Regions from separate parts of the Mus musculus genome. Here all the other regions are linked to region 2. The links are chromatin contacts, called in public promoter capture Hi-C maps. All regions are on one chromosome and are shown on one strand. Each heading gives the region's core, a stretch centred on a gene start, on an enhancer-like site or on the middle of the called end of the contact. The rest is flanking DNA. Distances are from core to core; before and after follow the strand shown. Region 1 holds the start of B4galt2 (UDP-Gal:betaGlcNAc beta 1,4- galactosyltransferase, polypeptide 2). Region 2 holds the start of Btbd19 (BTB (POZ) domain containing 19). Region 3 holds the start of Ipp (IAP promoted placental gene).

Region 1 (3,661 bases), core at 947-3,446, 760 kb after region 2:
CCCTACAATAGGTAGGCCCCTCTCTGCAGGCTCACCAAGACCAGGCGGCACGTCAGGACAGGGCGGAATGACTGGAGCTGTGGGACCAGGCCTGGCACTGGGCACTTCAGGCAGCCCGGAGCTAGCGGCAGTGGCGTTGGGCCGAGAGCAGTTGGTACTGCTGCTGGCTGCAGGGTAGAGGGCATGGGCTGGGCTTCGGGTACTGAAGCGGCTGAAAAAGGCCAGGTGCTGGGCATAGACGTCAAAGTAGAGGATGACGGCCACAAGGAAGTGCAGCAGGCAGAGAAGGAGCACAGCCTTGCAGACCCGCTCCAGCGTCCCCCCCAGCAGTCTGCTCATCCCGCAAGTGGCCAATGGCCCGCCCAATGGGCCCAAGCATCCGGCTGACAGCCTGAACAGAGGGAGAGAGAGATCCCACAGGTCAGACTAGGACAGGTGATGAGCCCCACCTGCTTCCGACTTGGCTGCTCATTCCCAGCTCCTTATCCATACTTACCTTTCATACACCTTGACACTCACGGGCTTGTTTGTGTTCTACCTGCAAACACACCAACAGGCGCTGGCAACTCAGTATCTGCTATCCTAGGCACACCCCAGCACTCAAACCACCTAACCACACACATAAACCCTCACCGTACAACTCCGTGCACGCATACCCACAACAGTACAGACAGGGGAATTTGATTACCCAGGACTGTACCTCGGCACCAAACCACTTTTATCCACAGGCTCCACCTGTGGCCCAGGGACCAGCAACATCACAGGACAGAATCCTCAACACAGGACACATGGTTTAGAGAATGGATCACTTACTGAGTGCCCATCACGTAAGGAATTCTTTATACTATGACTTCATTTAGTCCTTCCGAGGGCCATGAAGGGAAGTCACTTAGACCCATGGCCAGTTTGAGCACTCAGGTCCCAACAGCAAGCAGGCCTAGCCAACTAGGACCAGGCTGAGAAGGAGCCTTCAGCACTCAAGAGTGCCCTCCACCCAAAAAGGAGAGATGTTTAAACAGGTCCTTCCCACTGGAACAAGGGGCAAGAGCATACCCCGTGGGGCAAGCAATAGAGAGCCCCTCACCTAAGATTTCAGGCTAGCTAGCTAGCTCTGGAGCCTGATTAGCAAAGCTAGTTCTGATTCCTGAAATGGGGTACACTTGGACCCTAGAGGAGTAAAGTTCATACACTGGCAGAGGTGGTGGGGGCTGGGGGTGCCCTTGCTCGAACCAGGTCTCCCCTGTAGTTCCAAAAGGTCAAAAAATACTTCTGGCCATGCTCCTGAGAGCAGAATATCTCAAACAGTCACAAAATCACATAGACTGCTTTAGTACCAGCAGTCGGCATCCACACTCAAGGGACACACAGAGACCTACATATAGAGCTAGACACACTTGGGGTGACAGTAACATACGGAGCCACATATATCAACAAACCGCGGCTCGGACTTATACAAGCGTAGCCATACACCCAGACCCACGTGCAAGTATTCCCAACCCCTCCCTCCAGGGCAGGGGCTCTGGGTCAGGCTAGCCACCAAACTGAGGGGTGCGTCTGGGCGGGGCTGGGAGGCTGAACACGTGGCACCTCGGGACGGGGGAGGCAGTAGGACAGGTGGGTGTGGAGCCCTGGGGAGGGGTGCATGCAGTGGGGGATGTGGAAGTGGGGCCGGGGCCGAGCGCCTCTGCGAGACACAAGGCCGGGGCGAGCGAGGACAATGAGGGAGGCCGGATGGGGGCGGACGCCGGAGCCCAGGAGGCTAGCGGGATGGGGGTAGGGTGGGGTGCAGCCAGGCCGGGGGCAGCGCCGGTGCCTCGCTCACCGGGTCCTGGGCTGGGATCTGTGACGGCGCGCGGGCGGCCCCCTAGCCGGGCCGGGTCTGGAATGTCGGGGCCCTGGGTGGGGGGCCGCGCGCGCCCTCCTCTCTCGCAGCGCTCGGGGCTCAGCAGGGGGCGCCGCTCCAGCTCGGGTAGGGATCCCGGCTCCAGCAGCTGTGGACGGCTCTGTCCCCCATGGCCCGGCCCCACCGCCCGGTCAGCGGTCCCCGAGGCTCCGGGGCCACCTCCCGCCGCCGCCGCGGGCCATGGAGCCGAGCCGCCCCGGGAGGCAGGGCGGGGCCCGGCAGACCCACGGACCGGCGGACCGACGGACCACTGCGCTGCCGCCTCCCTCCCGCGCTACGGCTCCTCGGAGGGGCAGGCCAGGCCGGCGCGCCCGCGCGCGCGCCCCCGCGGCCCCCGCCTCCAGTGCGCCCGCACGCGCCGCGCGCCGCTCCGCCGCCCGCCCCTGCCGTTGGCCCTGCGCGGCCCAGCCAGCGGGGAGGTGCGTTTGCGGATGCCTGAGACCCAGGAAGGACGCAGGAATCCATCAGGTTCCTCCATCAGCTTGCTTTAGGGATGGGAAGAGACCAGGAGCCGGATGGCTAAGGCCCTTCAGGTATTTGGGACGGGGTCTGGATAGTGGGCAATTCAGAGGGTTAGGGCCTTGCCAACTCTTTCCTGGGAGCATGAGTCAAGGTCAGCCAACCAGGGCTGCCTGCTGGGTAAGACCCCTAAAGGTGTTGACTGAAAAGGACTTATTAGGTAAAAGCAGGTTGGGTAAGATTTAGGGTGGTGTTGGAATCAAGAATTGTATAGGAATAGGCGGAGCTGAACAAGGCCCTAGGAACTAAGACCATAGAAGAGGTTTCTGGAAGGGTTAGGTGTTCATACTGGACTATCAAATGTAAAACACTGTTCTCCAGGAAAATCCAGGTGCGGGGAGTTTCAGGAGTATAGCGACAGAGAGGAGAATTAGCTGTAGTGAGTTTGGGTCTAGTGCACAGGGGTCCAAAGACATAGGGCTAGGAGGATCTCAGAGCCCAGACTCTTCAATGAAGAGGTGCCAGCATTACAGCCAGCCTAGCACCCTGATCTGCCACCCAGGAGCCAGCAAGGTCCAGAGCAGAGATGATGTGTAGACAGAAAGTTACAGGAGGTTGGAGTGAGTGAACAGGTCCTCCCCTTCCTTTGTGAAAGGTGTCGCAAGGGGCCAACAGAAGCCTCACTGACTGGGACAAATACCAAGTTTATTTCACAAACACTAGGAAGATGGGCTGGATGGGGGTTGAGGGGGGCACAGGTGCACAGCTGTACACAGTCACCATCAGCAGCCCACTCCCCACACTGGGGTTCAGTCTGGACTGCAATGCCTCCAGAGTCAACAGGCAGCAAGAGGTGAGTGCAGGGGAGACCCTGAACACCAAGCCCCAGAAAGGCTGAGGGACACAGCTCCAGCTGTCCCAGGAAAACCAGCAATAAATAACAGTAGGGCACGGCCCCACCCATACAGGTCATCTAGTCACCCATCTTCACTCTGGAGGTCTGCAAAGGAAAAACAGGACAAATCAGGCAGGGACAGTGACCAGTGACAAGACCAGAACCAGCAGGCCAGTGGGTGGACAGACGGACAGACACACTATGACAGACAAACAGACATGGACAGTAACAAAGGAGCTCAGCTGTACAACAGAGAAGACAAGTCCCATGGACAGTGTTAGTGTCGCCAAGAGTCAGCCCAGTCAAGCACCCAAGTCACAAACTCACACACTGGAAAATATGAATTTAGACATGCTAGTCTACTGACAAGTGTGTCATACATACAGAACACAGACCCTGAGAGA
Region 2 (3,611 bases), core at 846-3,345:
GAAGAACCAGCCATAAATACTTCCTGTGCTCACTCAGCACACACTGAGCATGTACAGATCCTGTGTACACAGAGAGCTATCATACTCTGTGTGAGAAGGTCAGACTATGAAGGAGACGATGAACTGAAAGGCAAGGGAGACAAGATGGCTTGCCTGAGACACTCACCTCTCGAAGTTCCTCCAGCCCATATTCCACAGCTGTTGTCAGCACCTCCAGCACCTGCGGGGGGGGGGGGGGGGCGAGGAGGGAGAGGGGAGTGGCTGAGGGAGCAGAAGGGAGTTTCCCCCACCCCTCAACCCACAGCATAATGGGCATCCTTCTGACTCGGGCATCCTCATCTTCTCTCCCACCCAGACCTCTGCTTGGTAGGCTCACAGAGTGTTGGTGCAGCTTGACACTGTTGGTGTATAGGAACTCCAGCACAGCTAAGAAGGCTTCGGCAGGCACAGTGCTTAGCACCACAGGACTAGGTACCCCAGGGCCCAAAAGTCTCTGGAAGAAGTTACATCTACAGGCCAACAAGCACCGGTGGGCAAATACCTCTTGCCGTTCTTGACCAACCACAAAGCAAATATCACTGTGGAAGAGAGGGAGGGCCAGGGGAGGGGATCTCAGACCTAGATCACACTGTTGGCTTTACCTCTGTCACACTAGGGCTTCTTTTTGTGTGAGGTCAAAGCCTACATCTGGAAGACACAAGCCTGTGCTCTAGTCTCAGTTCCACTCGGTGACTTTATATCTTTGACTCTAAGACTTTTCAGCCATGATGGCAGGTCTCAAGGGAGTGGACTATGCTTGGTTCACAGGGGGCGGGGGGATGGGGGGGTAGGGGGATAGCAGAGCTCATGCAAGCCAGGTTGATGTCTCCCCAGTCTGAATCTTGGGGGAGAGGACACTCCTCTTGGGACGCCTTCACCAAATGCCAACTCAGCATTTTTACCCTTCTTCCTGTGGGAGGGTGTGAGGATGTGGGGTACAGAGCACACTGACTGCAGACAGACATGACAGTGATCACCATCATGAGGTGAGACCACATTTTCCATCTTCATAATCACTTCCGGCCCCAGCCTCTGTGTTAAGTAGGGGTAGGAGGCAGCAGCGAGCGCTTCAGCTTCCAAAGCCTCCTGCCTAAGGCTCCACTCTTCAGGCCAGACTGTGGCACCCTGTCCTCAAAAAACCGAGAATTATGGCAGTCTTAACCCTGGGGAGCAGGGCAGCCTCTGAGAGTCTGGGGATGGGAAACAGAGTTCTTGTCTCCCATGACCAGCCCTGCCCCCAGTGAACTCTATTCCTGGTTTCAGACAGCACTAGTCTCTTGGGCAAGCAGTGGGTGGTCGGAAACCTTGAACTACTTCCTGTCTGGGTCTCCGGCTCGATCCTTTGGGCTTCGTTCCTCTTATGAATCGCTAGAGCCATCCATACCTCTGTCTCTTCAAGATAAGACGTTCCAGTGCTCAGTCGAAAGCCCAATGGGGGTGAATCAAATCATAACCCATCTTTCAGGGCCGAGGGGGTGGAGGAGAAGCCAGAGAACTCAGGCATTGCCTGAGTTCACACAGCTGCCCTCCCTTCTATCTGCCACTACCCCCGCCTCTGACTCTCAGGGTAGTGTGGCCACAGACAAGTAAATTTCCTCTATAGCTGACTTCCTCACAGACTGAGTTCCCCAGGGAGGCCAAGTGTTCTTTCCCGGGCTTCCTTGCCCTTAGCCTCCTCAAATTCACAGGCCAGCTAGGGAAAACCCCCCAGGGGGCCACTGCCTCACCTGTACTGGGGGTTGTTGATGAGGCTTCGAAGTGCTGTGGAAAAGGGTGCAGCCTGCCCACGTACCACCAGTCCTGGGTTCTCCATAAGTGCAGTGGGCAGTAGGTTAAAGGGTGGAACAGTCTAGAAGGCCTAGCCAGGCCAAGAAAGACCTGAGAGGGAGGGCAGGAGCTGGAGGCCTGTTTGCCGAGGAGCTAAAATATAGGAGCAGAAAGGCCCAGGTCCTTAAAGAAGGCCTGAGGTTCAGGAAAGGGATGCAGATGCAGACAGGACCCAGAGAAGAAGCTGGGGCTAGAAAGGCCTATGATCCCGGGAGAGGCTGGTGGTGGATGAGGCCCAGGTTGGGAATCTGCCCAGGCAGCAGCTGGGTGGGAAGCCTGTGGGTTTCCATAGAAACTGGAGCTGAGCCTGAGGAGGCCCCGCCCATCTCCCTATACGCCCAGGGGGGGAAAAAAATCAGCAGTAGAAGGGCCCTAAGATGAGTCTGAGGGCCCTAGTGCTGGCTGGCTCCCCGCCTACACTGAGTTCAGAATCCAAGGCCTCTGCTTTTCTAATCCCTTCCCACGGCTGCATTTTAGAAACACCCGAGACATCACCCCATCAGGGAAAATTCTCAAACCTAAGTGTGGTTTTCAAGGCTCAGACTTAGCTTGCCTGGGAGGGGGCAGCCCCACACCTCCCAGAGCAGGGGAGGTGAGGTGTCAGTTCTAACAGGAGTAGCGCAGCCTCTGGCAGCCCCGAAAAGCAATCCCCCTAAGGAAAGAGGTGCTGCCTACAGGTCCCAGACACGTGAGTAGGTCAGCAAAGGTTAAGAAACCGGACTTAGAATCACTGAGTCATGGCCATGCCAGGCCTGGGTCCTTCCCGCTGAACCAATAGGCCTCCCTTCAGCACATAGCTCTGAACTAAGGAAGTCATCCAAGCCCCACCCTGCCCTGAAGCGGAAATGTTTGTCCTTGTTGAGGCTGCTGGGGAGAATGCTGAACCATGACGTGCTCTTTCCTGTGAGCCCAGATACTAAATTCCTAAGAAGCTGCCCCCGCAATCTCAAGGTTTTAGCATATCCCAGCCCCCCCCCCCCCCCGTGACTTATTCACAGATGGCCAGGCCAGATCCAGTGGCCCCCTGGTGGGTTTTCCTCTCGTGGACCTGTGAATTAGAGGAGGCTAGCTAAGGGTGAAGAGGCAGGGAGAGATTCATATGAAATAGTGGCTCTGAAACTAGGACCTTTCTGAACAGTGCACCTCTCTCGGCACCGGCTCCCTTAGCCTGTGATGCCCTAGAACTCCAAGCCCCCGTGGACCCTCTCTCCCTGGTAACTCAGAGCGCCCCTCCTTTCTGCAGGTGCCCATAGCAGGAACACTTAGGTTATTCCAGAGTTTGGCCAGGGGAAGGATTTCTGGGAGGGAGAGGTGTGCTTGCCACAGCCCCATGGTAACTGCACAACACAAGCCTTCCTCGCCCACAGGCCTGTCAGGCCAGCTCAGTGAAGACTGTGGGGCCAGCAGAGCTTGGAGGCCAAAGGCTGCAGGTGAGTCAGATGCCTGCGGGAGTTTCAGGGGAAGAGGGCATCCGTCTCATAGGTGATTCCGAAGGAGTTAGAGACCCAAGCAGGACGATGGAAGTTGCTTCTCCCCATGTCTCCCACCTCCAGATGCAGCCGGTGGAGAGGGAGAAAAGTCCCACCGTACACAGAGCAGGGAAGATGATTAAGTTCTCTACCTCTGAGGCTACAGAGAGCTGTGGGAGTGATGGAGTCGGGTCTGTCCCTTCTGGCTATTGAAGAAACCCAGAAACCAGCTTCATGTCCCCATTCTGCTGATGAAGTCAAGTGGGAGGAGAAAGG
Region 3 (3,823 bases), core at 345-2,844, 620 kb before region 2:
GGACCTCTGCTCACTCCAGTCAACCCTGCTTGGTCAGTCCCTGCTCTCTCCAGCCCAAAGATTTATTTATTATTATACATAAGTACACTGTGGCTGTCTTCAGACACACCAGAAGAGGGCGTCAGATCTCATTAGAGGTGGTTGTGAGTCACCATGTGGTTGCTGGGATTTGAACTCAGGACCCACTGAGCCATCTCGGCAGCCCTCTAAATTTTTATTCTTATTTTATGAGCATTGGTGTTTTGCCTGCTTGTATGTCTGTGTGAGGCTGTGTGATCCTCTGGAACTGGTGTGAGCTGCCGTGTAGTTGCTGAGAACTAACCCAGTTCCTCTAGAAGAGCAGCCAGTGCTCTTAATCGTTTGAGCCATCTCTCTTTTTTTTCTTCCACCATAAAATAGCTTAGTCAATAGAAAATCTTCATGGAACTAGCCTTCCAGTATTGGTCAGTGATTGCTGAGCCTTGCACCAGACAGGGGTCCAGTAATTCCTTTTACTCTTTTCTAAATTTCTGCCACTTTTTGCAGATTTTTTTTTGCACTTTTCATAATGAAATGTAAAGTAGAAATTGAAGATGTGGAGTAAATGTAAGCATAGTCTTGTGAAATTTTTGTCTTAGCTATACATCTGAATATGCAAATACATGGTATGTGTTTGATGTAAAATATTTTTGTACACTATGGGTCAGGAACATAAAGTTTGAGGGTTGGAGAGATGATGTGGCTAAGAGAGCACACTACTTGTTATTTTTGAGAAAGGGTCTCTCTACATAGCCCCAGCTATCCTGAAATTCACTAAGTAGACTGGACTGGCCAGGTACACAACAGAAATCCTCCTGTCTCTGCCTTCCCAGTGCTGGGATGATAGATGTGCACCACAACTCCTGGCAAAGAGTCCACTTCCCTCAAGGAGGACCTGAGCTGTTCCCAGCCTGTAATTCCAGCATCAGGGGGAACTACCACCATCTTCTGACCTTCATGGGCACAGCCTTTACATATACAAACCTATGGTTAGAGGCACACATTTAAAAAATAAAATCTCAGTCGGGCATGGTGGTGCACACCTTTAATCCCAGAATTGGGAAGCAGCGGCAGGTGTATCTCTAAATTCGAGGCCAGCCTGGTCTACAGAGTGAGTTGTAGGACAGCTAGGCCTACACGGAAAACCCTGGGGTGGGGCGGGGAGACTATAAAAAAGTTTGGACGTTGCTAATGCACCAGGACACATTATGATGCTCTACACTGAAAAAGAAGTGGGCATTTTGATTCTTGACTTCAAAGTAGGCAGGAGTGTATCAAAATTGAGGTTCAGGAAATGATCTAAGGAAGGTGGTAGAGAAGCACGGTGCACGTGATTTTCCTCGACGCTGAGATCAGTACCTGGCCTGGGACACTTGAAGAATTGAAGATGTGCATGGAGCGGAATAGGGAAGTCCACTAGCCCAAGGCAGGGGAGAGGTTTTTAAGAACCTGCCTCCGCGGCCAGCAAGCGGCTACCCAGGTTTACCCAGCGACGCCGGTGGCTGTGAGGAGGCGGGGCCAGAAGCGGAGCACGCGCAGTAGAAGGTTCCCGCATCAGCGCCGAAGCTGCGCCTTCAGCACTCGCAGTCACCTGTCACCAAAGACTGTCCCCGCCCCCTCCGCTGCCTGCCTGCGCGCGCAGAGCACCGGAGGGCGCCGGCGGGAAGGGACGCGGCGGGTAAGCGAGGCCTGCGTGCGGTCTGTGTTTCTCACAGGGTTGGGAACTTCCTCATGTCCAGCTCTCCAGACCGGGAAGAGCGAGTGATTGGAGCTTTGGAACGCACCGTTCCTCCGCTTTCGTCCTGTCGCCTCCGGAGGCGCTCTGACCGTCCGTGTGTTTTTAGCGTCCCGGAGCTTCCCAGTCTCACGGCGCCTTGGCCTCTGCTCTCCCAGCACCCACTGGGGAAACCGAAGGCCGGACCCTGTCCCTGACTTCTGCCGGCTCCAGTCTGAAATTCCTTACCGGCTCCAGTCTGAAATTCCTTACCGGCTCGCGCTGTCAGTAGCACAGAGTTGGTTTTCTTCCTCTAGTGTCTACCAGTTTAGGCAGAGTTCTAGTTACAGCCTCCAACTCAAGCACAAAGAGTCTCAGTTGTTTTGATGCTCAGCTGGAGCTCTGGCCCTCTAACTGAATTAACTTTCAGATGCTCTTCAGCGGGAAATCCAGGCCATCAAAGCATAGGTCCTCTTTAGTCCCTCCGATTATCTCCATCGTTAGCCAGTAAACTGTATGGAAGCATAGTTCTTAGCTCCCTATGCACTAATCCCAGGTCTTCACTTTTCATGTTTGTACGAACAAGCATTTCCCAAGCCACAGTTTAGGATGAGGTGCTCCACTGGCAGTGGAATGCCATCAACATTTACTGAGAAGGATGACAACAAACATTCTGGCTCTCTACTGTCAAAGTGAATATTAAGTGAATTGTTTGTTGTAACAGGAGGCATTTGACTTGTGGCTGTGCTTTAATACCTTGAGTAAGAGAGAAATGGAGGTAGCCTAGAATCACACCGCGAGGGTTCAGAATCTGCTGCCAGGGAGAATACAGAGCAGCAACAAGTCTGACAGCCACGCCATGTATAATAACATCTATAGGTCGAATTTCCACATAGAGGGAAATAGATTGTATTTATGTGCCACTTGTTTGTAAGATGCATTGTGTGCATGCTGAAGTAAATTTTAGCGGCTTCCTTTAAAACTCCCAAAATTAGTGTCTATATAGTCATGATTATCAGATTATTATTATGACAAGGTCTTACTATGCAGTCTTGGCTGGCTTGGAGCTAAGAGATCTGCCTGCCTCTGCACCACCACACCCACCTTCAGATCATTTTTACTGATAATTTTGACTGAATGCTATATACTGAATTTTTTAAAAATATCAGCTTACAACAGTTCTGTCATTTTGATTACTGGTTTTCTTTGGTGCCTGAATTACAAAACCTTAATCATTTTACATTTCCTCTGCTTCATCGTCGATCTTATATTGCAAGGACTTGTGGTTTCTTCAGTAACTTGAATTTATCCCTTTGATTCTCATAGCAAGTTGCCATGTTTCTTAGCTTCAACTTTTTTTTGGGAAATAAGAAATAATGAAAGTGTTGGATTTTTGTTATCTTCTATTTCATGCCTACTTGAAGAACCCAAGCGTTCTGAAATGACTGTTGACATGTTTGTTTTTGTTAAACCTGCAAAGACTCAGATCCCAGTTTCTGTAGCTGGGTTCCATTCTCTACAACCTAGTCTGATAACTTCTGTGGAATAGAATATGGCAGGAGCAACCCCAGGCATAGATGAAATAAACCCAAGACTGTTGGTATACTAATGCTGGGGAAACTTTAGTAGTTTCCTTCTCTGTGGCTTTAGAGATTATATTTTCTTCTCATAAAAATTATAATTGAGAGTGAGGCATGGTTGTTTAATCTCAACACTCAGAAGGCAGAGGCAGATAGATCTTCTTGAATTTGAGGGCAACTTGGTCTACATGGTGAGTTCCAGTCTGGCTAAGGCTGTATAGTGGTACCATGTCTTAAAAAAACAAAAGCAAACAAACAAGCCAAAAACTACTATTGGCATAAATTTGTGAAGAAGCTAGCAATTGAGGCAGATAATGGTGGCACGTGCCTGCAATCCCAGCAGTGATGGAAGGCAGAAGGATCATTACAAGTTTAAGACCATTATCTCAAAACAGAACCCCAAGCCTTTCATTATTTATTTCACAAACATTCGAAATGCTGATTTATGTTAGAGACTGATGCTGTAGCAGTAGGCGCTAGTTCCTTCCATAAAGGAACAATTTTTCAGTAA

Evidence for each region. Promoter capture Hi-C pulls out the DNA fragments that hold promoters and counts their contacts. Capture Hi-C pulls out chosen DNA fragments and counts their contacts.
Region 1: a promoter capture Hi-C map of liver shows a contact between it and region 2, with 3 times the contacts expected there. The contact joins the promoter of B4galt2 here to the promoter of Btbd19 in region 2. A contact is called at or near these places in 3 of 39 promoter capture datasets (hippocampal neurons, liver and pre-B cells), 1 of 484 Hi-C or Micro-C datasets (CD8 T cells) and 2 of 115 datasets of contacts at active chromatin or transcription factors (SST interneurons and effector CD8 T cells).
Region 3: a contact with region 2 is called in a promoter capture Hi-C map of liver. The contact joins the promoter of Ipp here to the promoter of Btbd19 in region 2. A contact is called at or near these places in 1 of 39 promoter capture datasets (erythroid cells), 1 of 115 datasets of contacts at active chromatin or transcription factors (effector CD8 T cells) and 1 of 9 other capture datasets (liver).

Annotation. Positions count from the first base shown.
Region 1 is chr4:117,881,280-117,884,940 of GRCm38.p6, forward strand. It overlaps B4galt2 (UDP-Gal:betaGlcNAc beta 1,4- galactosyltransferase, polypeptide 2), which reads right to left and starts at 2,197. Exons shown (of 8, transcript NM_017377.5): 1 at 1,823-2,197; 2 at 497-538; 3 at 36-391. The coding sequence starts at 339. Atp6v0b (ATPase, H+ transporting, lysosomal V0 subunit B) reads right to left here. Exons shown (of 8, transcript NM_033617.3): 8 at 3,051-3,362. The coding sequence ends at 3,336. Gm12841 (predicted gene 12841) reads left to right here and starts at 2,271. Exons shown (of 4, transcript NR_168719.1): 1 at 2,271-2,436.
Region 2 is chr4:117,123,563-117,127,173 of GRCm38.p6, forward strand. It overlaps Btbd19 (BTB (POZ) domain containing 19), which reads right to left and starts at 2,096. Exons shown (of 8, transcript NM_001384196.1): 1 at 1,767-2,096; 2 at 377-578; 3 at 167-220. The coding sequence starts at 1,852. Tctex1d4 (Tctex1 domain containing 4) reads left to right here and starts at 3,251. Exons shown (of 4, transcript NM_175030.2): 1 at 3,251-3,296; 2 at 3,420-3,526.
Region 3 is chr4:116,505,955-116,509,777 of GRCm38.p6, forward strand. Ipp (IAP promoted placental gene) reads left to right here and starts at 1,595. Exons shown (of 9, transcript NM_008389.3): 1 at 1,595-1,696.